Regions from separate parts of the Mus musculus genome. Here all the other regions are linked to region 3. Evidence: chromatin contacts called from public HiChIP or PLAC-seq and promoter capture Hi-C data. All regions are on one chromosome and are shown on one strand. Each heading gives the region's core, a stretch centred on a gene start, on an enhancer-like site or on the middle of the called end of the contact. The rest is flanking DNA. Distances are from core to core; before and after follow the strand shown.

The links. Promoter capture Hi-C pulls out the DNA fragments that hold promoters and counts their contacts. HiChIP or PLAC-seq counts read pairs in DNA pulled down with a chosen protein or histone mark.
Region 1: a contact with region 3 is called in an H3K27ac HiChIP or PLAC-seq map of large pre-B cells, with 7 times the contacts expected there. The contact joins the promoter of Larp1 here to the promoter of Btnl10 in region 3. A contact is called at or near these places in 1 of 484 Hi-C or Micro-C datasets (embryonic stem cells) and 4 of 115 datasets of contacts at active chromatin or transcription factors (astrocytes, large pre-B cells, memory CD8 T cells and 1 more).
Region 2: an H3K4me3 HiChIP or PLAC-seq map of embryonic forebrain shows a contact between it and region 3, with 4 times the contacts expected there. The contact joins the promoter of Cnot8 here to the promoter of Btnl10 in region 3. A contact is called at or near these places in 2 of 39 promoter capture datasets (hippocampal neurons and pre-B cells) and 5 of 115 datasets of contacts at active chromatin or transcription factors (astrocytes, bone marrow-derived macrophages, embryonic forebrain and 2 more).
Region 4: a promoter capture Hi-C map of liver shows a contact between it and region 3, with 3 times the contacts expected there. The contact joins the enhancer-like site here to the promoter of Btnl10 in region 3. A contact is called at or near these places in 5 of 39 promoter capture datasets (cranial neural crest, embryonic stem cells, hippocampal neurons and 1 more), 1 of 15 datasets of contacts at CTCF or cohesin (pro-B cells), 7 of 484 Hi-C or Micro-C datasets (B cells, CD4 T cells, the G1E-ER4 cell line and 3 more) and 3 of 115 datasets of contacts at active chromatin or transcription factors (astrocytes, bone marrow-derived macrophages and embryonic midbrain).

The regions. Positions count from the first base shown.
Region 1 is chr11:58,007,129-58,010,358 of GRCm38.p6, reverse strand. Larp1 (La ribonucleoprotein domain family, member 1) reads right to left here and starts at 1,295. Exons shown (of 19, transcript NM_028451.1): 1 at 812-1,295. The coding sequence starts at 1,166.
Region 2 is chr11:58,102,568-58,106,143 of GRCm38.p6, reverse strand. It overlaps Cnot8 (CCR4-NOT transcription complex, subunit 8), which reads right to left and starts at 2,174. Exons shown (of 7, transcript NM_026949.5): 1 at 1,936-2,174.
Region 3 is chr11:58,916,123-58,919,749 of GRCm38.p6, reverse strand. It overlaps Btnl10 (butyrophilin-like 10), which reads right to left and starts at 1,842. Exons shown (of 6, transcript NM_001363414.1): 1 at 1,558-1,842; 2 at 796-882; 3 at 277-630. The coding sequence starts at 880.
Region 4 is chr11:58,222,667-58,226,028 of GRCm38.p6, reverse strand. It overlaps Gm51898 (a long non-coding RNA gene), which reads left to right. Exons shown (of 4, transcript XR_003949689.1): 4 at 1-632. Irgm2 (immunity-related GTPase family M member 2) reads right to left here. Exons shown (of 2, transcript NM_019440.3): 2 at 3,246-3,362. Among named protein-coding and RNA genes, the nearest start is that of Irgm2, 9.4 kb to the right of the region's middle. Within about 2 kb of position 1,493, at least 106 of the 459 cell types and tissues checked have an H3K27ac peak or open chromatin away from gene starts, as enhancers often do. A contact at or near this core is called in B cells, the G1E-ER4 cell line, bone marrow-derived macrophages and 3 more, where this site is marked.

The DNA.
Region 1 (3,230 bases), core at 46-2,545, 910 kb after region 3:
AACCCTAAGAGAAATCGAAAGGGCAACCAACGTGCTGGTTTCCCCCAGGGCTAGGCCTACACTTTCCAGCACTCTGGAACCTGAAAGCGGCTAGCTCCGACTTCCTCGGTGCCCAGCTTAGGTTAGGCAACCACACCTAAGCTCCATAGCAAGTTTTTGGTTTTGGTTTTTTTTTTTTTTTTCATTTTTTAAAGTTAAAAGTACCAGGACTCCGACGATCAAACTCAAGGGCCATGCTCACTATCAAACACCCAGGAGTACCCAAGCGGAGGCTGTGCCCGAGTGGTGCGCCACTAGATGCCCACGCCGATCGCGCCCGGCTAGGATTCCCGAGCCACCTCCCACCCGGACTCAGCGGGGGAGGGGAGCCCCGCGCGCAGCTCCGGCCGGCGAGCGCTGCGAACAGTCCTGGCACGGCGCATGGCGCCCAACTGTCACCCGCCCGCCCCGCACCGGCGCGGCCACTCCCTCGCCGCCACACACGCCCCTCGCGTCGCCGCGGGCCGCAACCGGCTCCCGGGCACGCAGGGGCCCGCGCTCCCCACGCTTCACCCGGCTCCCCGAAGCGCAAAGTTGCAAAGTTCAAAGCCAGGCCCAGCTCGGAGCCATGACACATGTTCTCTGAACACGCACTCTCGAGGCGCCGAGACGCATAGGGAGCACAGGGCACACGAGCGGCCCCGCCCGGCCCAGTCCGCCAAGCTAGGCCCGAGGCATGCCGTTGCCACCAACCGCTGCGGCCCCGGTAGCCCCGCTCCGAGGGAAACGCCCGCGTCACTGCGCGGGCCAGTGCCGCGCCGCGCAGACCCACCTGGAGGCGGCTGTCCGTTCACCGCGGCCGGCGGCGGCGCGTGCTTCGTCCACGGGTTCACCTTGGGCGGCGGTGCCTCCACGAAGTCACGCCGGCCGCCGTCCTCGCCGTCGCTCCCCGCTGGGGCTTCCGCAGCTGCGGGTGGCCGCGGGCTCTCGCGCTCCGCGCCGTCGCGGCCAGGCCTGGCGCAGGCGGGCCGCGGCCTGCGGACGCCGCCGTCGGGCTCTCCGCCGCCGTCACCCGGGCCCGACTCGGCCTGGGCGTCGGGCGCCGGCTTCTTCCTCGCCAGGCCGTGCTCCTCGGCCTGCAGCAGCGGGGCGCCCGCCGGCAGCAGCGGCTCCACTTGAGTGGCCATCTGCGCGGAGGGGCCGGGCGCGCCGCGGGCCCCGCTCGAGGCCGCTGGCGGGGCGCCGGAGCCCGGGCCGCGCGGACGCGGAGCGGCGCGGACGGGCTGACGCTGAGTGGCGCGCCGGGCAGAAGGCTCCGGCGCGCCTAGCCGGCCTGGCGGACCTCGGTCCGCCGCCTGCGTCCCCCCGCCCCCGGCCCGGGGCGGCTCGGGGGGCTGCAGTGGTGCGGACGGCCAGGGGGGGAGCGGCGCGGAGAGCCGAGCCAGACCACGCGATCCGCGGCGGGCGGCGGGCGGGCGCGCGCCTCGCGACGCGGCGCGCGAGGGGCGGGGACGGCGCGGCGACGGGCGCGCGCGCGCAGGGCGGAAGGTCCCGCCCCGGCCCCGCCCCCTGGAGACCATTCCTGTGGCGCGGCAAGTGGACGGGGGCGAGCACGTGCCTGATGCAACTTCGGAGGGCGGGGGTGGGGGAGGAGCCTTAAAGGGCCAGCGCCCCAGAACGGTCGCAGGTGGAGCACATGGGACCTGGCCACGCGGCCGGCCCGGCCTGCTAACGCTGGTGACAAGTGTTTCTCGGGGCTCCGCGTTGGGGTCTTTTACTATGTCAGCCCAGACTTGGCTAGTGATGCAGAGGGGTTCTTTGGCCGCCCCCTGTGCGTGGCTTCTGGCCCCACTCCGATGACCTTGGCCCAGCTGCAGCCTGGCCAGAGCACTGGTAATGGGTCCAAGGGAGTTCTTTCCCCACAGGGGCAGCGAGCGCCTCGGAAAGAGAACAGAATTCCCAGTAGTACCCACGCTATGCAGGCCCTCGAAACCCAGTGTTTTATAGGCAGGAAATGGCTTTTCTTTCAAGTCGCTTGTGTTTTTTCTATAGAATTGTTTAGGGTAGAGTTGAACTGACACTTAATTGAGGGACTCAGAAAGCTCTGAGATTTGTATCTTAACCCTGACCCCATTGCAGTTAGTTAGGGGTTATCAGCAGTAGTCAGGTCCACTTCCTGGGTCTCGATTTCTCTATTGTAAAATGAAGGAACCATTTATGCCAGGTGGTTTCAAATTTCTCTGTCATTTGGTTCAATAAATGTTTACTGACTTTATGCTCTGGGGGCCTGCAAAGTTCTTAGAAAGGTCTGCCAATAAACCAGGCTAACAAGCACCTGTCCTCCCGGAATTTACACTGTAAGGTGGGGGAAGGCACAGTAAACAGGAGAAACAAATACTTCATTACAGCGCAGTAGTCACTGTGCTGTAATGAAGTAGACAAGATTGGCTTTTTGTTTGTTTTGGGTTGTTTTTTCCGTTTGGTTTGTTTGGGTATTTTTTTGTTTTTCAAGCAGAGTTTTTGGTTGGTTGGTTGGTTGATTGGTTGGTTGGTTGGTTGGTTTGGTTTGGTTTGGTTTCTGTCTAGTTCTGGGCTCTGATTATCCTAGAACTCTCTCTTTCTGTAGACCAGGCAACCAGGCTTACTTCGGACACACAGAGACCCACCTGTCTCTGCCTCCCTAGTGCTGGGATTAGAGGGTTACAACATCATGAATTTAACTGAGATTGGCTTCTTTAATTGCTGAGAGAAGGTTTCCTTGAACTCAGATCCCAAAATACTGGAAATAAGAGACGTGTCAGGAACTGACTGGATCTAGAAATCTGAGAACCGAACAGCCTGGAAGGTTGGCGAACTCTCCAAAAGAAGGATTAGAAAACAGGTGGTCTCCTGGGTGGGGGGCATGGCTTCCTGAAAAGACTCTTAGAGACCAGACACTGGTATTGTGGACACCGGGAATACTGGGGAAAGTGTTCATAGCAATCTGGTGTTCAATTCCATCTCCAGTCTTTGCCTGCAAGCCTGGGACAGCTCTCTAGCCTTCCCTGATAGCCCCTCTCTTAGAGGAAAATTAATGCCTAAGTAGTCAATGAGAGCCAAAGTGCCCCCATTATAAGGCACAACACACTAAAGCCAGCGCTTGCTCGGAGAAGCACGGAGGAATATACGGTTTGAAGGAGATAGAGAATTTAAGCAGTATTTTTGTTATTGTTGTTGTTTTCTGAAACAGGGTTTCTCTGGGGAGCCTTTGC
Region 2 (3,576 bases), core at 925-3,424, 810 kb after region 3:
TAACCTCATTACTGAGGTTTCAACCAGAAGAACAATAATGAATTTCACAACTCAAAGAAAAAACTGACATCCTGACTTATATATACTGAGAAGTAAGATAGCAGTCCCACACTCGGGAGGCTGAGAAAGGAGAATCCCCAGGAACTTGAGGCCAGTCTGGGCTACAATCAGAGAAGACCCTGCTTTTATTTCATTGTTCCATTTTGTCCTTTGAGACAGGGTTGGAGAGATGGCTCAGTGATTAAGACTGTTCTTCCAGGCGACCTGGGTTCAAATCCCAGTACACACATGGCAGCTCACAACTGTCTTTTTTTTTTTTTTTCCTTTTTTTCTTTTTTTTTTTCTGAGACAGGGTTTCTCTGTGTAGCCCTGGCTGTCCTGGAACTCACTCTGTAGACCAGGCTGGCCTCGAACTCAGAAACCCGCCTGCCTCTGCCTCCTGAGTGCTGGGATTAAAGGTGTGCGCCCTTGAGACAGGTTTTTCTATGTAGCCCAGGCTGTGCACACCAAACTGGCCTTGGACTCAGAGATCTAACTGCTTCAACCTCCAAGTGCTGGGATTAGAGGCGTGCAGCACCATCGCCAGCTGAGACCCTGTTTTTAGAAGGAAAGAAAGCAAACTAAACTGACCAGGGAGGCAGCTTGGAGGTATGCAACCAGTACTTGCTGCCAAGCTGAGAACAACTTAAGTTTTGAGCCCCAGACTCACTTGATAGAAGAAAAGAACATAAACCCCAAATATGACTTCCACATGGACAACTTGGCACTTGTGTACACACAATAAATAATAACAATAACAATAATAATAGCTTAAAGAAGAATGGGGCTGGAGTGATGGCTTAGCAGTTGAGAGCACTTGCTGCTCTTCCAGAAGACCAGAGTTTGGTTTCCAGCACCCATGTGAATTGGCTCACAAATGCCTGTAACTCCAGCCCCTGAGAATGTTGACGCCTTTTCGGCCTATTTTTTCCACCAACACACTCGTGATATTAATTATAAATTCATACATTAATAAACATTAAACCCTAAAAAAATTATCCTTCAAAATTCTTCAGGAAGGTTCGGAGGTTGAGGCTGCGTTCTCCCTTAAAGATTTATTTTTATGAGTGTGAGGGGGAGAGGGTTGAGTGTATCAACAGCTGTGCGATCTCTCCCTTAAAGGAAAATTTTGATCCCATGCAATGTTTGCCTCACAGGCTGGCTTTAAAACTCGATCCCCAAACCAAGCTACATTTGAAACTACAAAGGGAAAGAAAGGGGTTCTCACACACACACACACACACACACACACACTGCCCTGTGTTCTCACACACACAGACACAAAAACACTGACACACACACACACACACCCTAGGCTGCCAAGCAATCTGTTGTGACCGCTCCTGATTATCCAAACTTGGGAGCAGGGTGTCTGTGCACCCAGGTGGGCTCTGAAGAGCGAGGAGTGCGAACGCACGAAACCACGCTCTCCCTGCTAGCCGTGCAGAACTCAGTTCCACTGAGTGTCTCCTGCTCGTCGTCGGCTTTTGTTTGCGCCAGAGCGTCTGGGAGACAATCAGCTTCACTTCCCTGTTCCAGAAGACTAAACAAAAGGCTTTAGCAGTGCAAGACGGGCGCAGGAGGAAGCAGCGGCCCGTTAGAAGAAATGGCAACAGGTCCCCTCTGGAGCGTTCCAGGCCACAGCCCTGGACTTAGACGGCACCCCATCCAGCTTGCTGGCTCCGCGACGGCGGCCCTGCCACGCAAAGCTGCAGCACCCCAAGAGCCAAGCAGAGCGGCCTCTTGCCTCCCCCACCATTCCTTAGGCCTCCAGGCTGGACTCCGGGGACCGAGAGCCCCGTAGCCTCTGTGCCTCAGTGTTCCCGTGTGTAGGATGGGTCGCCACGGAGGCACTTCCGCCTCCTGCTCCTACCGTAAGCAACCTAACCTGCTTACCCTGGCTGGCGGCCCCGCCGAGTGCGGGCGGCAGCGGCCCTTGACCCCGAGCTCTCCTCCCTCTTGCCCCGGATCCGCTCCAGAAACCCAGCTCGACAGGGAGACGTGAGTCCTGGCGCCCAGAGCGGCCGACGATGGGCACCAAACCAAGAGGTTGCACCACTCTACCCGTCCGCCCTCCCGACTCGCCTACTCTCCGCGTCACTCCAGGCGTGCGCGGTCCCGCCGGTCTCGGCTCCGTCCCCCCGTGCGCGCTCAGATACCTACGCCCCGCCTCCCTGCGCAGGCGCAGAGCGAGAAAGTTGGGTTTGGCGGAGGGCGCGTGCGTAAAACGAGGTTTGCCCTGAGGCCTCAAACGGCGTCTAGCAGTGTAAACTTGGTCCCCGCCTAGGTTCTGGAGTATCATGAGTCGCGCCTCGGGAAAGGACGGGATCTAGAACTGGCCCCACTTCCTAACATCAGAGCATATTACGACTGTTGGTTGTAGGTGATGATGCAGGGCACATGGGGTGTCCTGACCCTCGATTACTGCAACCTGAACCCCTCATTCACTGACCATCTATTCACAGAACCCCTTCTGGATGACCATTAGGTAGGGGTGGGAGAGCGCCACCAAACCGAGTCATGAATGAGGTCAGCTGAGCACTGCCTCCCAGAACCTGGACGGCCTAAGCAGCGCTGCTCCGGGGCCTGTGCTGTCCGCTGTGTCCCTGGTATCACTGTGGGTCAGTGCAGAGAGAGAGGGGCCAGTCAGGGAGAGTAGGGGGTTCGCTGGTAGCGAGGCCATGCTGGGATGTATCGCCACCTCGTGCTTTCCCACGGGGCAAGAAGACTAAGACCTCCGAAGAGCGCCTCCCCTCCCCTGGTGCTTCCTCTCCTAGGGGCCGTAGGTAAGCATACAGCAGGTGTCCCCCTTCTGACATCCCGTCTCCCAGTCACTTTGCCCTTTTCATTTTAAACTTTTATTCCAGAAGAAATCCCCAAAATAGGACTTACTGACTAAATGAGAGCTAGCCTTTCAAACTGTGAAATCGCACAGCCAGCTTCTGGGGTAACGATGTCAGGGACAGTTTCTGAAGCCCAGCCTTTGTTGTTTCTCTCCAGGATCTGTAAATAGAGACACAAGACTGTGATGAGGATGAAACCCTAGACCAAGCCACAACCGTCACCACAAAGAACCAGGCCTGGGCAGTCAGTAACTGTAGCTGCGGTGGATTCCCTGCAACAATGTTGATGGGACTAGCTGCAGGGCTGGCCTCTTTTGAGGTGTTCGGGTTGTCTAGGCTAGGTAGACACTGCCTTCCCTCAGTCTGTTCAGTGCATGTCCTTGCTCTGTTCTGTGATTCGATTCAGGAGAGGGTGGACCTAGCATGTGCTAGTCATGTGAGGAGCAGCCGTTGAGTCCTTCAGGAGAGGGTGGACCTAGCATGTGCTAGTCATGTGAGAAGCATGGAATTTGGGGGGAGGGGGGGTTCTTGCCACCAATAGGCCTGGTGTGCTCTGAAAGAGTTGAACAGGAAACACCTGGCTTCCCCCCCACACACACCCTTCACCTAGAGCTTCTCACAGACACTAATTGTATTTCTGGAGGGACTGGAGGGGAGTGTCTACACTTTAAACAATGGCTTTCAAACTGCAAAC
Region 3 (3,627 bases), core at 593-3,092:
CCCCTCCCCCACATCTGTGCTCTCTTTCTGGTACAAGGGTGTGACATAAAGGCAGACGGAACTACACCATACACAGAGCTTGCAGGGAAAACAGCTTTGCCTAGAAGCAGGTGTCACCAAAGCCTCTGCAGCCTTAGGACTCAGGGCTCTGGGGACCGAGGTCTGGAATCCTGGCTGACACTGAGAGAAGCTGAGGAGTAGAAGACACTCCCCCCAACACACACACACACACACACACACACACACACACACACACACACACACACGAAACCTCACCTGCCACCTTCAGCCACAGGGTGGCCTGGCTGTGGGATGTGTACTCCTTAAACACACAGTGATAAGTCCCGTTGTCAAACACGGTGACGTTGTGGATCTTCACAGCAGCTTCTCCCCTGGCTACATGGCTGCCGTTGAATGAGGTCCTTCCCTTATATTCCACCATCTGCTCGTCATACACATCCTCCCCATTCTTGTACACATGCACGACTGACGAGGGCTTGTCCCTGTACCACCTCAGCTCCATGCCCTCAGCGCTGATGTTGAGTGACAGTTTGCAGGGCAACTCTTTGTCTTGACCAACTATGGCCAGAAGTGGGTGGGGAGGTCCAAGGACGAGGAAATCTGATTTTCCTTAGAGATGCAAAGGAAAGGACTAGGTTAGGTCACAGGCAGGAGGCAGGGGCTCCCCTTGTGCCCCCATTTTCCTCTTTGAGAGTTCCCTTAAACCCCAGCTTTGTTGGAAGCCCCAACCTGACGCTGGGCGCTCCTAGGGTCAGAAAGGGAGGGGCGTCCTACCGTTCCCAGAAGTCAGGAGTTGCAGGAAGATGAAGCTGACCAAGATGCTTGGCAGAGTAGCATCTCCAGGGTGTGCCCTTGCCATATCTATTGGGGACACATAGAATTAGATACACATTAGTTATGGTGAGAGAGAAGCTAGGGATCTAGTAGGAGAATGGAGAAACAGCTTAAGAGAGGTAGCTGCTTGTTCACCTACCACATGAGTTCTTAGTCCTAGAAACAGGGTCGTTCCGCACAGACCCCACCTGCAGAATCCCGCGGCTGCCCCTCTGTGTGAGTGAGGCTCCCTCCACCACCCACTCCTGTGTGACTTTATACACAAGCTCCTGCCCTTTGCAGGCACATGGAGAAAAACTAGCTCCAGTAGGCAACTCTCGGGTCATCAGAACCCTGTGACACCCTCCACTGTCTAACTGCCCTGAGACAGTTAGCAGAACCCTCCAGCTAGGGTTAGAGGACACAGCTCTCTCCTCAGCAGGATGAGGACCCCTCCCCCCCCCAAACTCAGGAATTTAGGGTAGTTAGCACAATCTGTTTGGAGAGTGTGTTTTGGTAACTGGGGGGCCAGTCCCAAGAAGCCCGTCCTGGAACAGCCTTAGGCTGCCCTTCATATCTAGTGTGTCCTGTAGGCAAGGGCTCTTGTGTGGCTCCATCTTGGCTTACTAGGGCAGCCACAGGTTCTCCCTGCCCATTGAGCATGTGGAGACATCCAACCCAAAATATGGAGGCGCGCCATTAAAGAGGAAAACACTCACTTACCTCTGAGCCGGCTGCCTGCTTTCCAGGTTCTGCTGACTTTGAGAGCGTCAGAGTTGGTTGGGTTCCCTGAGAATTTCAGATTGGCAGGGCACAAGCCAAGTGATCAAGCCTCGCCTCCCAGCGATATGAGAGGGGAACCTAGAAACTGAAGAACAGACAAGCTCACCAGCTTCTGTTGAGTCTGGTTACTGCCATCAGAAAATAATTAACTCTTACCTTCGGTAAGGGCAGTTTCGACAGGAAAAAAAAAAACCCTCCCTAAGGGGCATATGGCCAGCTGTACTGAGCATATAAGATAAAGACGCTGGGATGAGGGATAAGGGAAGGCACGGAGATGAGGGGAGGTGGCCTGTAGGAGGGTGGCAGCTGGGCCAACTTGGGGACATCAGGAGCCCAAAGAAGAGGACATCTATTATTCGTGCTGGGATCCTAGCCAGCCGTAGGAGTTGGGGAGTTCAGATAAACTCTGGTTATTGAGACCTTTGAGAGCAGCCACGTTGGTGCCGCTGCCTTTGGGAACATTGTGACATGGTATCGAAAGTGACAGGATTTTGGCTTTGGCTGTGGAGACTCCTGTCCAGAAATCCAGGGCAAACCCTTCCTCATCTCTTCCCTCTGCCCCATCACCGTAAGGTCCTGGAAGCTTCACCGGAGCCAGTCTTACACCTGTCAGTTGAGTGAGGCACTGGGCCAGGCTCTATTTGACCTGGTTGTCCTTCTTATTGACTTAAAAGGGTTGGTGTCTCTAGAGACTTTGGGTAAGGGAGGGCCACTCGGCTCTGTGCAGGGCGGAGTGCTCACTTTAACTCAGCAGATGGTGTAGGACTCTTTTTTTTTTTTTGAGACAGGGTTTCTCTGTATAGCCCTGGCTGTCCTGGAGCTCACTTTGTAGACCAGGCTGGCCTCGACCTCAGAGATCCACCTGCCTCTGCCTCCGGAGTACTGGGATTAAAGGTGTGAGCCATCACACCCGGTGGTGTAGGACTCTTAGGTGCTCTAGGCCAGGCAGTAATAAGAAAGTCCAGGCCCAAGGTCTTTTCTGCTTGTCTCCTTGGGGTGCACCTTCTGGTAAACAAACACCAGGGGGCGCCACATGAAACCATGAGTTATGTTAGCTAGGCAGCAGTGCCCCCTGCAACTCATCTCCCCGATCCTGTGAGTCAGAACGGAGGACTTACACTATCTAGAGAAAGCCCTCAGCAGCCTGAGTGTTTGGTTTCAGACGGGGACAAGGGACTGAGGTGCATACTTTACACATCAAAGCAGCCCTGCCCTCCAGGTTCTCCCTGCATCCCTTAGTCCCTACCTGGCATACCCTGCCCCCACCTTAAACTTTCCTGCCCAGAGGCTGGGCTGTCCTTGCCCCAGAGGCTCCTCCCTATATAATCCAGACATTTTGGTCTCTTCTTCTCCTCTTCTCTCTCTCTCCCCTCCATCCCTTTTCCATGGCGACTTCCCTAGCCTCAATCCTTGGGGCCAGTGAACTTGCCCACCTGAGAGCAGCTTCCCAATAAACCTGCCTTTAATAGAATCTAATCTGGTTTAAATTGGCTCATTTCAGTGGCAGAGAAATAACTTATCACTGAGATTCCTCAAAAAATTAGAAAAAACACTACCCCATGAAGCGTCCCACCACAGGGAATGCACTCAAAGGAAATTATACCAGTATGTAAAAATGATGGATGCACTCCGAATGCACTGCCACCCTAGGGTTTTCATTTTTTTGTTTGTTTGTTTGTTTTGTTTTTCTTTTTGAGACAGGGTCTCTCTGTGCAATAGTCCTACCTGTCCTGGAACTCACTCTGCAGATCAGGCTGGTCTCGAACTCACAGAGATCCTCCTGCCTCTGCCTCCCGAGCGCTGGGATTAAAGGTATATGCCACCACTACCTGGCCAGCCCTATTCTTGATAGCTAAGAGAAATTAAATAAACCCACAGCACTGGAGGGTGAAAAGCTAGGCAGCAGGACTCTGCAACCAGAACAGAGCGAAACCTATCATTAGTAACAAGATGCACAGAACTGGAGATTTTTTATGTTAAGTAAGATGAGCCAGGCACAGAGAAATGAGC
Region 4 (3,362 bases), core at 244-2,743, 690 kb after region 3:
CCTCCTCCACGCTCCGCAGGTCACCTGCCACCAGGGGTCAGAGAAAGGGATGATTAATCAGCCATACTTGGGGGAGGTGTGCTGTTGAGAGACAAGTGTGGAAAGATACCCAGCTGTAAATGGAATTGTTTATATCAGCTTTCCCAGATGAAAATGAGCAGAGCCCAGAAAGGTCACGGAGCGTTCCTTCTGCAGGTTGCCGATCCTACCACTAGGGGGAGCAAGTACATGCCTCCCTGCTTCCTCCCCATCTCTGTCCTAGGTTTTCTGTAGGCTGTTTTCAGACACAGGCTGGGGATGTTTTTTTGTAGCTGTCTGCCCATACTGCCAATCCACACACCAATTCAGCATTGGAATCCCAGCACCCTGAATCCCTAAATGCTGGGGACTGCATACCATGACATGTATGGTGCCTGGGACCCTGAGAAATAGGAGACACATCCTTACAGGTGACCTGCCATCAGAAATAAGGAGCTACCCGCAGCAGGCCTGGATGGTGACCTCTCAGAAGCCCGCAGGCAGCTCATTTGTAAAAAGTTGGTTCCCATTTCTCCTGACCTTAGCACTGGACAATGGTTGTATAGATTTTATTTGTGTGTGACTACTTTTCAATTGGCCTTGGTGTGCATAATTATTCTATTATATCTGACTTTCCTATTTTTTTCTCCTGCTCTGGTGAATTCTGTGAAACTAGATGTTCCTTGATATAATGGTTCTTATGAGGCATGGGGTGGGGGGGAGGCACAGCACAGTCCTAGTGGCCCAGGTGCAGGCTGTGCATTCTCATTTTTGGAACAATGTAATAACTGCACAATGGTAGTTTCATATTAATGTTTGACTTGCAAAGAAAGTTTGAAGAAATTATGTCTAGGGCTGGAGAGATGGCTCAGCAGCTAAGAGCACTGGCTGCTCTTTCGAAGGTCCTGAGTTCACATCCCAGCTACCACATGGTGGCTCACAACCACCCATAATGAGATCTGACGCCCTTCTCTGGTGTGTCTGAAGACAGCTACAGTGTACTTACATATAATAATAAATAAATCTTTAAGAAAGAAAGAAAGAAAGAAAGAAAGAAAGAAAGAAAGAAAGAAAGAAAGAAAGAAAGAAAGGAAGGAAGGAAGGAAGGAAGAAAGAAAGAAAGGAAGAAAGAAAGGAAGGAAGAAATTATGTCTAGAAATAAATTTAGAAAATGAAGCAGAGTCAGTAATGGGACCTCAAGAAAGGAAAAAGCTACTTAAATTATGAAATGAGTTTTGTACAACATTTGAGAGTTGGTCCTGGTCTCCTTTGGATATGTAAAAATTAGACTCCGGAAAGAAGATAGAGAATGCATAAAATCTTATACTAGTAAAACTAAGCCAAAACAAACAAACAAACAAACCCTTAGTAAAAACACTAGGACTCTTAGAAAAATCGTGTGTGCAACATACAGAAGCCACAGCTTGTGAATTGCTGAGTTAAGGATTAACCCGAGTCCGCCTGCCCAGAGCATAGGAGGAACTCTGGCCGGATGTGGGCTAGCCTCCCTCCCCCTTCTTCCCCTGTCCCCTTTTAGTTCCCACAAAGGTGGTTGCAAAGAAGAACTGGCTCACGATATTTGAAAGCTCACCCCGGGTCTGTCAGTGAGAACATGCTATGCCTTATTAGTGAAAGTTTTCAGGTGGGAACTCAAGAAAGTAATTGACGGAGATGGACTGTTAAGGGTAAAAAGTTTGTGGTGGCGCATGCCTTTAATCCCAGCACTTGGGAGGCAGAGGCAGGTGGATTTCTGAGTTCGAGGCCAGCCTGGTCTACAAAGTGAGTTCCAGGATAGCCAGGGCTATACAGAGAAACCCTGTCTTGAAAAACCCCAAAGGGGGGAAGAAAAAAAAAAGAAGAAGAGTTATTAACCCCATGGACAGACAGACAACAGCAAGGCTGGAACACTGTTGGGAAGAAATCAGGGCCTATGTGGGTGGCAGAAGCAGGGGGTGGGGTGGGGTCTCTTATTCCTTTCCGAGGATCTGGTAGGTTTCACTGCACAAGAATGGAGCCAGGATGTCTGATTTCCAGAAGTCAAGGAAGTGGGTGGGAGGTGAAATGTGAGCTTTGAGGCCACCTCACTTCAGCATGTGAGACAGACACTCTGGCATCTGGGAGTCTGTTGGCAGGACGCCTGTCAGTGTCTGTGAGAAGGAGCAGCGGCAGGTGCTGTGGCCTGAGCAGCAGCAGGGTTCCAATATTATATTCTTACAGCCAGTTATGCTTCAAACTGCTCGTTTATGCTTCCCTACCATGGTGAATGCTCATTGCATGGCCATGAGTGAGAACCAGTGTTGTGTGACTGTTCCTAGGGAGACCTGGACAAATGTCTGTTCATCCCAGATAGTGGTGCCCAGAGTAGCAATCCCACCCAAGTCTTGTGTACTGAACCAGTGGATTTACTGGGGTTGCAGGAACATAGGCAAAGGGTTACTTACAGAAGCAAGGTATCTAAGAACTGAAAAACCCACCCCTGCATGGGTCAGAGGTCATGAAAGCTGTATCTGAGACATGGAGAGGGGCTTTGTGAGTGCTGTTTACCTCTTGAGCCTGAGCGTTCCCAGTCAATTTTGCAGAAATACCTACTCCGTCATCAGTTACTGGATAGTAGTAGAACCTTCTTCCCAAGCTCTCGAGTGAAAGCCAGTCTGTCACTCAGCAGCCTTCTGGCTCCGAGACAATCAGATTCTTTCACACTGTCCTCTCTATAGACTGTTTGGAGCAGTATACTGAAAGGAGCTGCCTGTTCATACTAAATTATAGCAGTCTTTTCCAGGGAGGTACCGCCTGAGGGTGGACCCAAAGATGTACACATTGGACTAGCTGAGCCTCCTGCCTTCTGTTTCTTTGTGTCAGTTTTTCCCTAGGATTCAATGCAAGAAGGGAAGGCCACTGTTCAGGGGGGACCTCATGGCTGTGGAAACAGGTTCTGACACTTTTGATGTTACAAGTGAAATATTAAAAAAATCTCTCCCTCTCCTCCTCCCTTTCTTCTACCCCCACCCTGTGTGTGTGTGTATCTATATCTATATCTATATCTATATCTATATATATATATAATGTTTATATCATATATATGTTTTATAAAATCTTTTTTAAAATCCAATATTAAAAACATGTGGGGGAATGCAGGAAGAGTTTTGTGGGGGAAGAGAAGGGTGGGGTGATGTGAATACAGTGTTCATGCATGAAGTTATCAAAAAATAAAGAACAAAAATAATACATCTATTTATATAATATACTGTGATTATTTATTCCATCACAAAGATCAACACTACATGTATGTTACATACAATGCATAATAAATGTGTGTGATGAATATATAATATCTGTGTACATAT